Regions from separate parts of the Triticum aestivum genome. Here region 2 is linked to region 1. The links are chromatin contacts, called in public Hi-C maps. All regions are on one chromosome and are shown on one strand. Each heading gives the region's core, a stretch centred on a gene start, on an enhancer-like site or on the middle of the called end of the contact. The rest is flanking DNA. Distances are from core to core; before and after follow the strand shown. Region 1 holds the start of LOC123183356. Region 2 has its middle 19 kb from the start of LOC123178742.

What was found. A called contact is a pair of places that touch in the nucleus more often than the background predicts.
Region 2: a Hi-C map of leaf shows a contact between it and region 1, with 3 times the contacts expected there. The contact joins the enhancer-like site here to the promoter of LOC123183356 in region 1. A contact is called at or near these places in 2 of 5 Hi-C or Micro-C datasets (both in leaf).

Annotation. Positions count from the first base shown.
Region 1 is chr1D:489,814,642-489,819,488 of IWGSC CS RefSeq v2.1, reverse strand. LOC123183356 reads right to left here and starts at 2,736. Exons shown (of 6, transcript XM_044596148.1): 1 at 2,416-2,736; 2 at 2,247-2,317; 3 at 1,549-1,654; 4 at 301-433; 5 at 58-186. The coding sequence starts at 2,480.
Region 2 is chr1D:489,853,428-489,858,274 of IWGSC CS RefSeq v2.1, reverse strand. No RefSeq gene overlaps it. Among protein-coding and RNA genes, the nearest start is that of LOC123178742, 19 kb to the left of the region's middle. Within about 2 kb of position 2,469, at least 1 of the 8 cell types and tissues checked has an H3K27ac peak or open chromatin away from gene starts, as enhancers often do. A contact at or near this core is called in leaf, where this site is marked.

The DNA.
Region 1 (4,847 bases), core at 1,487-3,986:
GCACACGGCTTCAGGGGCGTTATAAAGTTGCTTTAGGGGGAAACAGCTACATTATACCGCTTTCATCGGCGTCCTGGGGCTCGATGGGATGACGCCGAACCTGCCGACTAGGTACTTGAAACAAGGGACGGACAAGGTGTACAGCCCAGCCATCACAAACGGTGCAGCAACCATCCAGCCAAGAATCTGTATCCATTCAACAACGGCAACAGTCATGGTACTGTTTTCTGAGAACAAGACGACACAATGCTCATTTCTTATGGGTGAGATAAACTTGATGGCCGAAGCAATTTTACTAACCGCATGAAAAATGCTGAGTAGCACGTCCTTTGAGGCGTGGCCTGTGAGGACCATCTTGAATGCATCAGATGTCAAGGGGAAGTGCTCACCGCCTGTGACTACTTCTCCCAAACGCAAGAAAGGAATGATCAAGCTGAGGAAAACGTAATCAGGAAACGACACTGCCAAATGCATTGAAACAAGATAGGGAGGATCCGGTGAAATGAAAGTTCATTGGTAGCTCTAAATAAATTAAAACATGATTGCTTATAGCTTACAATTGCTGCACTAGGTACAACGGGAGTGAAAATGCAACAAATCAGTGACCATTCAGAACAAACTTTCCAATTTTTTAAATAAATATTAGCAGAGGAGGGTGCAAGTTGTATGCCGTGCAAAATTTCAAAGATCAAACCCTGCTAAAAAAGAAACAAGTCCCTGGAGGTATAGAGCATGGTCTCCCACTGTTTCCTTACAAAATAGCCCATTTTGGCATGATATTTACCCCCAATTATATATAATCATTTAGATTGAAACGTCTATCACAATGCAACTGTAAAGCCAAACTAAAGAAATACATTAGTCTACTGTAGAACTTTCTTCGGCATTAAACAAGTCATGAAAAGGATATCTGTTTTTTCAAGACCATCACAGCTGGCAACTAGTGAGAGCATATGAATTAACACCAGCCACTTTTTTTCAAGTAGCATAATAGACAAAGCAGATTCGGGGTATCAGCACTCTAGTGCATGTTACGTATCCTATGAACAAGGAGCCTGAGAGTTATGAGCACAGGAATCTGCCCTGTTATGACTTATGAGCATAGTTTGAGCTATGTGGAGTCTTGTACACCCTCACTTTTATATATATAAGGTAAATGAATGTCTGTTTAAAGAGGGGGTAAAGGATAGCACAGAAAAGAGAAATTAGCCTCAAGTGGATGAAAATGTTCAAAATGACAGAACAAAGTTTGAGTGGTATTTAAGTGAAACAACATAGTTTAGTGCTATAGAGCTTAAGTCTGTATCTTTTGGCATGACAGCGGACCAACAACTATTCCTATACATAAAGCTTGGCATGGAACCAACACCTGTTCATATAATTAAAGCTTGACAAAGAACCAACAACTATTTCTATAAATGAAGATTGACACGGAACTGACAACTATTTCCAGATATAAAGCTAGACAAAGAAGCAGCAACTATTCTTATAAAAGAAGCCATAAAATGGAATTTGATTCACTGTATTTAGTGCTGAGCATGTGTTTACCTTAGCTCAAGAGGAGTAGCAGCTAAATTGAGAACCATGACAGTAACGGCATTGCAACGAGCTCCTAACATCGCCACAGCAAGTCCACCGATAATAACAGTGGTCCCTGCAATCATCAAAGGCCAAGTTCACATCAAGTTGCTTTGAGAAATATTATGAAAGACTAGCAATATAATTGAAGAAAGACGTAAAATAACTGCACGTCACACAGCAACCACCAGCCTAACGCTGAAACTCAGCAACTTTCAAAAGGATTTTCCTAAGCCACTACATGTAATTGACAGGTGCTTTTTGGTGACAATCCAGCTCTGTAAAATCTTAAACCCAACTATGTTGACGGCAAGAGGGCAGGTAGACAGGACGCACACGATTCAGTTATGAGACCACAACAGGCAAAACACTGAACACATCTGAATGGAGAGCCATCACTTGGGAGGGAGTCCTGGACTCCTGGAGATGTGAACGAACGGCTTATGGCAGCATGGTGCCTGCCGTGCAGCCCTGTGTTTCCCAGGAGCTGAGTCGTGTTGTCCTCGACTATGGCCGCACACGCACACATCGGATCCTATTGTACTGTACTGTATTGCTGCGCCGACACGCCATGCGTATGGAGCAATCGAATCTAGACTCGGTTAACCGCAGATAAATTTTGGTCGACGAGAGGTAGGGGTTTCAGCGCCTGCCAGCCACGTACGTACCGCAGATGGGGAAGACCCCGATGGTGACGCCGAGCGCGGCGGAGAAGGCCAGCTGCTTCGGCTCCGCGCCCCTGCACCGGCCACCGCCGCAACAACAGAAGGCTCGCCATCGTTAGCAGCAGCAATCCATCAAATCGGCGACCAGATGCTAAATAGAAGCGGGCCTCACCTCTGGATGACCTGCAGCAGGGGATCGACGACCCTGGCGTTGAGCCACGCGAGGACCACCGCCATTTCCTCCCCCCTCCGCGCGGATCGGGGCCCGGGTTGGTAGGTTGGTGGGCGGACCGGAGGAGCGAGCGCGAGGGCGGGAGGAGGAGGAGGAGGGGAGGACGGCCTGCGGGCCGGGGACACGGCGGGCGGTCAGGGCGCCGGCGGCGGCGGAGGGGAACGTGGTCGGCCCGCCGTCGTGGTGGGCGCGTGGGAGGAAGAGCTGGGGGTAGAAATGGAAATGGTCAGGCTTCGTGTGTGCGCCACCGGCCAGGAAATCTCTCCCCCTTTTGATATTTTGGGCCCCCGGGGGTAGAACCGTCTTTTCCCGGAAGACTTTTGGCTCGCTAAGCAAAGATACTAAATAAAATGTTATTGTTCCCAACACATTTGGAACGGGGGCACTTTATCCAAGTGGCAAGCTAAGGTGTGCCGTATGATCGGGTAGCGTCTACAGATCAAGAGAAACATTTGGATACAACACAATGGACTAATCGAATCTATTAGGTTCAATCCCCTTTGGTGCGGCGATTAGAGTTGTTAGAAAATCGCTTGTCGATCTAACATTTCATCGTAATGAGATGCATATACATGGTATTATGATGGTGCGGACAATTTATTGATTAGCCCGTGGTTGGTCCGCTTTGCGTGTGTTTTGACATTTCCGCTTCTTGATTTCGACTTTCGACAATTTAGACTTTTGTGCACCAGCGCTTTGAATGGTGGAGGTGGACAGAAACAAGGAAGGGAATGGTACTTTGGTGCTATGGGGAGATCACTTGGTGGTATTTCCTGAAGCCGTGATATGCGAAGCTTTTCTTCTTGAAATATAAAGACTTAGTGCCAAGACTATTTTCTTTCTCACTTTAGCTACATGTAGGTCGCCTGAAAATTAGTTTTGGGTCAATCGATTTTTGGGCCGTTGATTTTTGCTTTAAGATTCGTGTACGTTTTTTGTTCTCCTGGGTTATTCTGTGTGCTCCAGGTAGCGATGCGTGGATCCATGCCCGGACACCACACAAAAAGGTAGGCAGGTCATGACTGAATTTCCCTGTCGTGGTACTACGTAAGTAGTTGGTGTTTTTTTGTCAACAATGGCAGGTCATGGTCTAGGCATTAATTACCCCGATGAGCCAGATTTGATTCGCTATGAAGCTAGCATTGTACGCAAATGATTCTTCCTATCAATGGACATCGTCCGTGAAAACGATGCTACTAAGCTCCTCATGTGGGACAAGTTTAACCGGTAGAGTAGAGTTTTAGTCGTTTTGCAGTGTGGAAGGTTGCCGCATGATCGATCCATCGTGATGGGCAAACACTAGCAAATACTACGGGAGTATATGAGAATATGTGAATGAATTGAAGTCCACTGAAAGTTTGATGCTCATATTTCAGATATGAGATTGCAGAAATCAACACATCTATTTTCACTGAAAGAGAAGAGATAATCTGATACTTGAACTATGCCTTGCAAGCCACCACACATATTGTGATAGTACCTGAAAGTTTCAAATTTTGAGAAGGGTCGTACAGAGCATTACTAAGCAATCATGTTAGAAATATACTGGGGGAAAACACATGAATTACACAAAAAATTGCTAGAGCAAGCCCCTTGATATTTCCGAGTGATAAGTACATGTTTCTATTCATGGTGATAGACACTCGTTCTGGTAGTGAAAGGTATCTTTAGCACAAAAGTGGAACCTTTATTTGTTCTTACTTTGGTCCTAACAAAAATAGTTGGAAGTTACCCCCTTCAAATGTAGAAGATTGTTAAACAAAAAAAGATCAATCATGGCCAATGGATCACAAACTACCAACTAGCAAAACATACCTTTATTGAAATTGTAGTTATTTATCTATCTTTTATCCATAACATTGCTATCAAAATTAAGCGAGAAAATGTGGGCCATTATTGTTTTCGCCGATGCCTTGATCAGAAGTTAGAACATAGGTACTAGCTTAATGCACCATAAAGTGATAATTTTTAATTGTAATGAGCAACACAGAGGACACAATCTAGGACACCGTTTACCCCCAAATTGTAATTAAGTAAAAAAAACAGAGCATTGCATTAAGCAAAGTGATATAATGTTGATAGTATATTATCTTTACCTCTAGTTCATCACCGAGACAACTAGGGAAATATATTTTTATCCTTAGTGGCATAACACAATACACACCTTTTCTCTTTCTATCACTGAAACAAATTACTTTCAAGGTTAAACCCAACTAATATACACAAGTCTCCATTGGAGATCAATCATCTAAATATGGCTAGTGTAATAATAATAGATTAGAGATCATATATGTATATAAATCATGTATCGAAGACCTCATACGAATAATCCCCCAAAAAATCAAATATAATTTGAGTGAAAATTCATCACG
Region 2 (4,847 bases), core at 1,220-3,719, 39 kb before region 1:
CGTGTGCAACCCCCGGCGCTCCCTTCACGCCAGACTCATCACCGGCGACGACGCGGCGCCCATGGTGGTGCTCCCTTCACTCAAGACGACGGTGACACCGGGCTGTCGTTGGCATGTAGCTCCCGGTGCACTCCTCATCGGCGACTCCCACACGCCGGCATGCCTTGAAGATGACGACGCCGGGGTTGCCTCTCGTGTCGAACCCGCGGTGTCCCTTCACACCGGACTCATCACTATGATCGAGCAAAACTGGCGGATGTCCGAGGCCCTAGGGACCTTGGGGATAAGCGTGATGATCTCGTAGTTTAGACGTGCAAGGTCAATGGATCCAACATAAAATTCCTCAAGATAGCCATCACCTCGGGTTTGAGCACATTCCAGAAGGTCTGGAAGAACCTAACTGGGAGTCCATCCGGACCCGGGGCGGATGTCGGATTCATGCCCTTGATGGCCAACCACACTTCTTCTTCGGAGAATGGGGCCGTGAGGGCCGCATTCTCCTCAGTTGCGATAGGCAAGTGTGCACCCCAGAAATATGGGGCCAGGGATACGCCTCCCCTAGGGGAGGAGGAGAAGAGAGCTTTGTAGAAGCCATTGGCATGTGCGCGGATGTCGGCCGGCCACTGTAAAACGGTGTCACCGTCCCAGAGGAGGGGATGGTGTTATGGCGCCTTCGACCGTTAGTGATGGCTTGGAAGTATGCCGTATTGGCATTACCGATGGCCTGGAAGTACGCCGTGTTATGCCGTATTGGCATCTCCCTTTAGTTGTTTGAATGTTTTACCGGAGCTCTAACAAAATAAATGCCAATTTCATTTTCTAATAATACCTTAAAAGCATTAGTATTAGCACCTAGCGGGAGAAAAAAATCCACTCAAAATAAGTATAACAACTAATTATGTCTAAAAACATATATGTAAAAGATTTGCTCCTTACTTTCAGATACACCAACAAAACTAAAATTTTAATTTCTAACAAAATTAGCAATAAAGATTTGTTTCTTAGGGTCTCCTAGACCCCCTGCATTCCAGAAAAAACTGACATGATAAAAACATGACATATAAACTATATATAGAGCAACTAAAGACATGACACCAATCGAGATATATGAAAATTATCCCTCCCCCTCCTCTACATCATCTTCTTCATCTTCCACGGGAGTCTCTTTTGCAGCAAACAGGGTGAGATCATGGAAGCACACGCAATGTAGGAACCCCAGACTCACCGCCCACTCGCATCCATTGAAGCATCTCACTTTCGATCGAAACCGCCGCCTGCAATTATATGAAAGAAAAGGCTAGTGATTAGCTAACCAACGAAGAGAAAATAGGAGGCGTATGTACGTCGTACATACCATACCTACTTACCAGTCGGCGTTGTTTGGTCTAGACTCGACGTGCTTGTTGACGACCTGGAGCAGGTCCGAGTGTAGTTTTCTGGAACAAGCCGCGGGCCTTGTAGTGTTTGCCTAGTATTCTCTTGTCTAGCTCCAGCAGCACGGGGTACAGCTCCTCCGACAGCTCCTGCTGCCTCTCGTGTAGTTGCAGCAACGAGAGCCTCTGATGACCAACGGACGCAACGCAACACGAGTGAGTACTAGTATGCATGCACGCGCAATGCGAGTCTTTACGTTACATAGTGATTTTGACGAAAATAAGTCATGAAAATAATGGAGAAATGACTCAAGATGAATGTCCATTGTGGATGTACTCGGAATTAGCATAAAAAAGCTTCCCGTGTTCTTACGCGGTCACTATCACATGAATATGTAATTTGCACAAAAATTGGGATACTTATTGCAGAAAACACATTTGGAAAAAAAAATACATATGAACCCACTTCAAAAAACACATTTCTAAATGACAAAAGTTTTTTGAAAAGAAGGTGCACACATTCGTCTCGCCACGTTCTATGTACACATAGAAAGTTTCACGGGAAAACAAAACTTTTTGCATGTGCAAAAAAGACAAGAGAAATACCATGAAACACTATTAAAAGCACTAAAATCTATCTTTTATGCGGACACAATATAAAAAGATATTCTTTTCGTAAAACTTTATTCCCAGCACATATTTTGTGAAGATGCATGGGTGAAATTTTGCTTTGTAATTTTTGACATTTCAAAATATGTTTTAAATTAAAAAAATCAAAAGTTGTTTCATATATACCTCAGGTAGTGCCTTACCCTACCTATTGCTATGTTTTATTGTACTTTCCAGCCAGAAATGCATGCGAGGCAGTGAGCCCATTGTTTGCGCGATGCATTGATTTGATTTGTCTACTTTCTATTTTTATATTGTTCTACTTTTTCACATAGTGTGAGACTTGGTGGTACGGATCACACTTATTTGCCATAGCTCTGCTGGCGTCTGCTTCCGAAAAGGGAAACATTTGTACCCGGCAGACCGGCCGAGTCTTTCGCCCGTCGCTCGCGGGTCGTTGGATCGTGAGAGATCGTGCGTCTCCCGTCGCGCCTCCCTTGTCGCTTGGCGCACGCGTCCCCCCTATGGCCCCACGTGCCCACCCCTTGTTTCTTACTTATCCAACCGACGAAGCCACCAGCCACTCGTTCTCTTCCATTATATCATCTCTCTCGCAACTGAATCTCTCACCTGAGCGCATGAAGCATCCCATCTCCTCTACTCCAGTGCAGCTTTTTCTCCTCGGGGGATGGCTCTGCCCTGAGCCACAACTAGCAGGGGCTGCAGTATGCTCTCGTGCGGCAAAAAGAGGTTGTGTTGCTGCTTGCCTGCTTCGGAAGTCGACGGTTCAGGGTGATGTGCTCGGCTACTCGATGCGTTGCGTGCTACTACAACCTGCAAGTGCGCTGTGCCTTGCGACGAAGAAGAGAGCAAGCCGGAGCTGCAACCATGGCAGCGGGGGATCTACGACGGCGGTACCCAATGCTACAACCGTGATCGAAAAAGCTACATCCGGCTGCACGGGGAGCTGCAACCCTGGCGACGGGGAGCTGCAACAATGATGGTGGCGGATCTGCGACGGCGACGGCTGGTGCTACAACCGTTACGGCAGAAGCTACATCCGGCTGTGGGGGAAGCTGCAACTGTGGCAGCCGGGAGCTGCGACCATGGGGGGTGTAGGGGAGCTGCTACGGTGGTGCCCCCGTGCTACAACTGATTTTTATGCTAACTGGTTGTAGCTTTCTGGATCATCGGTTGTAGCTTTTGCTAAACCGGTTGTATCTTTTTTGAAAATCATTCTGTTCAAGCTTTTTCTTCAAAAATATGTTTCTTTTTGCATCTTTTTCATGAAACCACTGGCTCCAGCCTTTAGAAACACTGGTTGTAGCATTTTGTTCAGCTGGTTGTAGCATTTTTGTTCAAGAATGCTACCACGGGAGTTCATCCTGCTGGACCAGCGATGCTTTTTGCTAAAACCGTAGCCTTTTTTTGCTGCCACCGGTGACTTTTTTGCTACATACATGCACGGCGGTGCTGGTCGACGGCGGCGATGCCTTTTTGCTGCTGTAACCGTTTAGATGTTTTGCTGGAACCGGCGCCCAAATTTGCTACCATCGCCTTTTTGAGTTTGCTGGAAGGAACCGTCCAAAAGCTTTCACCAGATTTGGTTTTTGCTGGAACCCTCTCCAAAAAATGCTAGTGCCGGCTTTTTTTGGCTACAAGCCATGCCGTCGTTTTCCATATGATGCTGCAACCGGCAATGGTGCGGTCGGCCTCCATGGTGCGACGAACTACAACCGAGGGTCTGCGATATTTTTTGTTACAACCATCCTCGGTAATTGCTACAACCGACGGCGGAATTTGCTGCGACGACAAATGAAGGCGTTTGCGACCAGCAAAGCGTCTTCCTCCATGGGAACGGCGAGCCCGGAGTGGCCGGCGAGCGCGCGGAGGCAGAGGGCGAGCGCGCGGCGGCAGAGGCCGAGCGCGCGGAGGCAGAGGGCGAGCGCGCGGCGGCAGAGGCCGAGCGCGCGGCGGCAGAGGACGGGGGCGGCGCTCTCCTTCTTTCTCCTTTTCTCCGCGTGGGAGGTTGACGATGGGTGCGGGGGTGGACAGAGAGAGATCTAACGGCCGCGCGCGCATAGATCGGACAGATCTGGGCTGACCGGCCCAAAGATTCGGCCGGTGCGCCGGCGCAGAGTGTTGCCCTTCCGAAAAACAATTTGTACCGCTCCAGAAGATGCGAGGTGACTTTCTTTGCTCCAACGAACTGAGACGCAGTGGGGTCCCTTACCTGGCGCTAACCCATAGATGTTTCTAGAGTGACCCAGATAACACGGAACACTACTGTAGCAGCGAATCCATGTGCTGTAAGCCGTCGGATGGAGCCCAATGAACGGTCAGAAATGCATTTCAGTGCCTGAATTCAAAGATTCAAAACTCGTACACTATATAGTAATAAGTATAGACATGTACGAGGCTTTATATTGAGGAAAAGTACGTCGTACGTAGTTCGTCTTTGTCTATTTTAGTTTCGTGATGATGGAGCATGTAGATGTAGGTACGAACCTCGGGAGCAGCGAAGGGGGTCGAGGGCGAACCGGCACCGTGGAAGAGCCGTGGCAGTAGCGCCGGCGCCGGTGCTCCGCCGGCGATCGCTGGAGCATCCTTGCCGCCGCCTGTAGTCGAAGCGCCGCCGCCATGATCGATCGATGATGGTACGTACCCCTTCCTCGGGGGAGCTCCTAACCGGCGCCTTCAGCGCCGGTTGGACCTTCTGGCGCCCACGCTGCTCCTGTTATGGGCCCGGCCCAGGAACACGCAGCAGTCCAATGCAGTAGCCCGTAAAAATACCAAAAATATACTGTGGAATCGAACACGCGTCACTTACCTCCAGTAAATGGTTAGCCAACCACTCAAGCTACC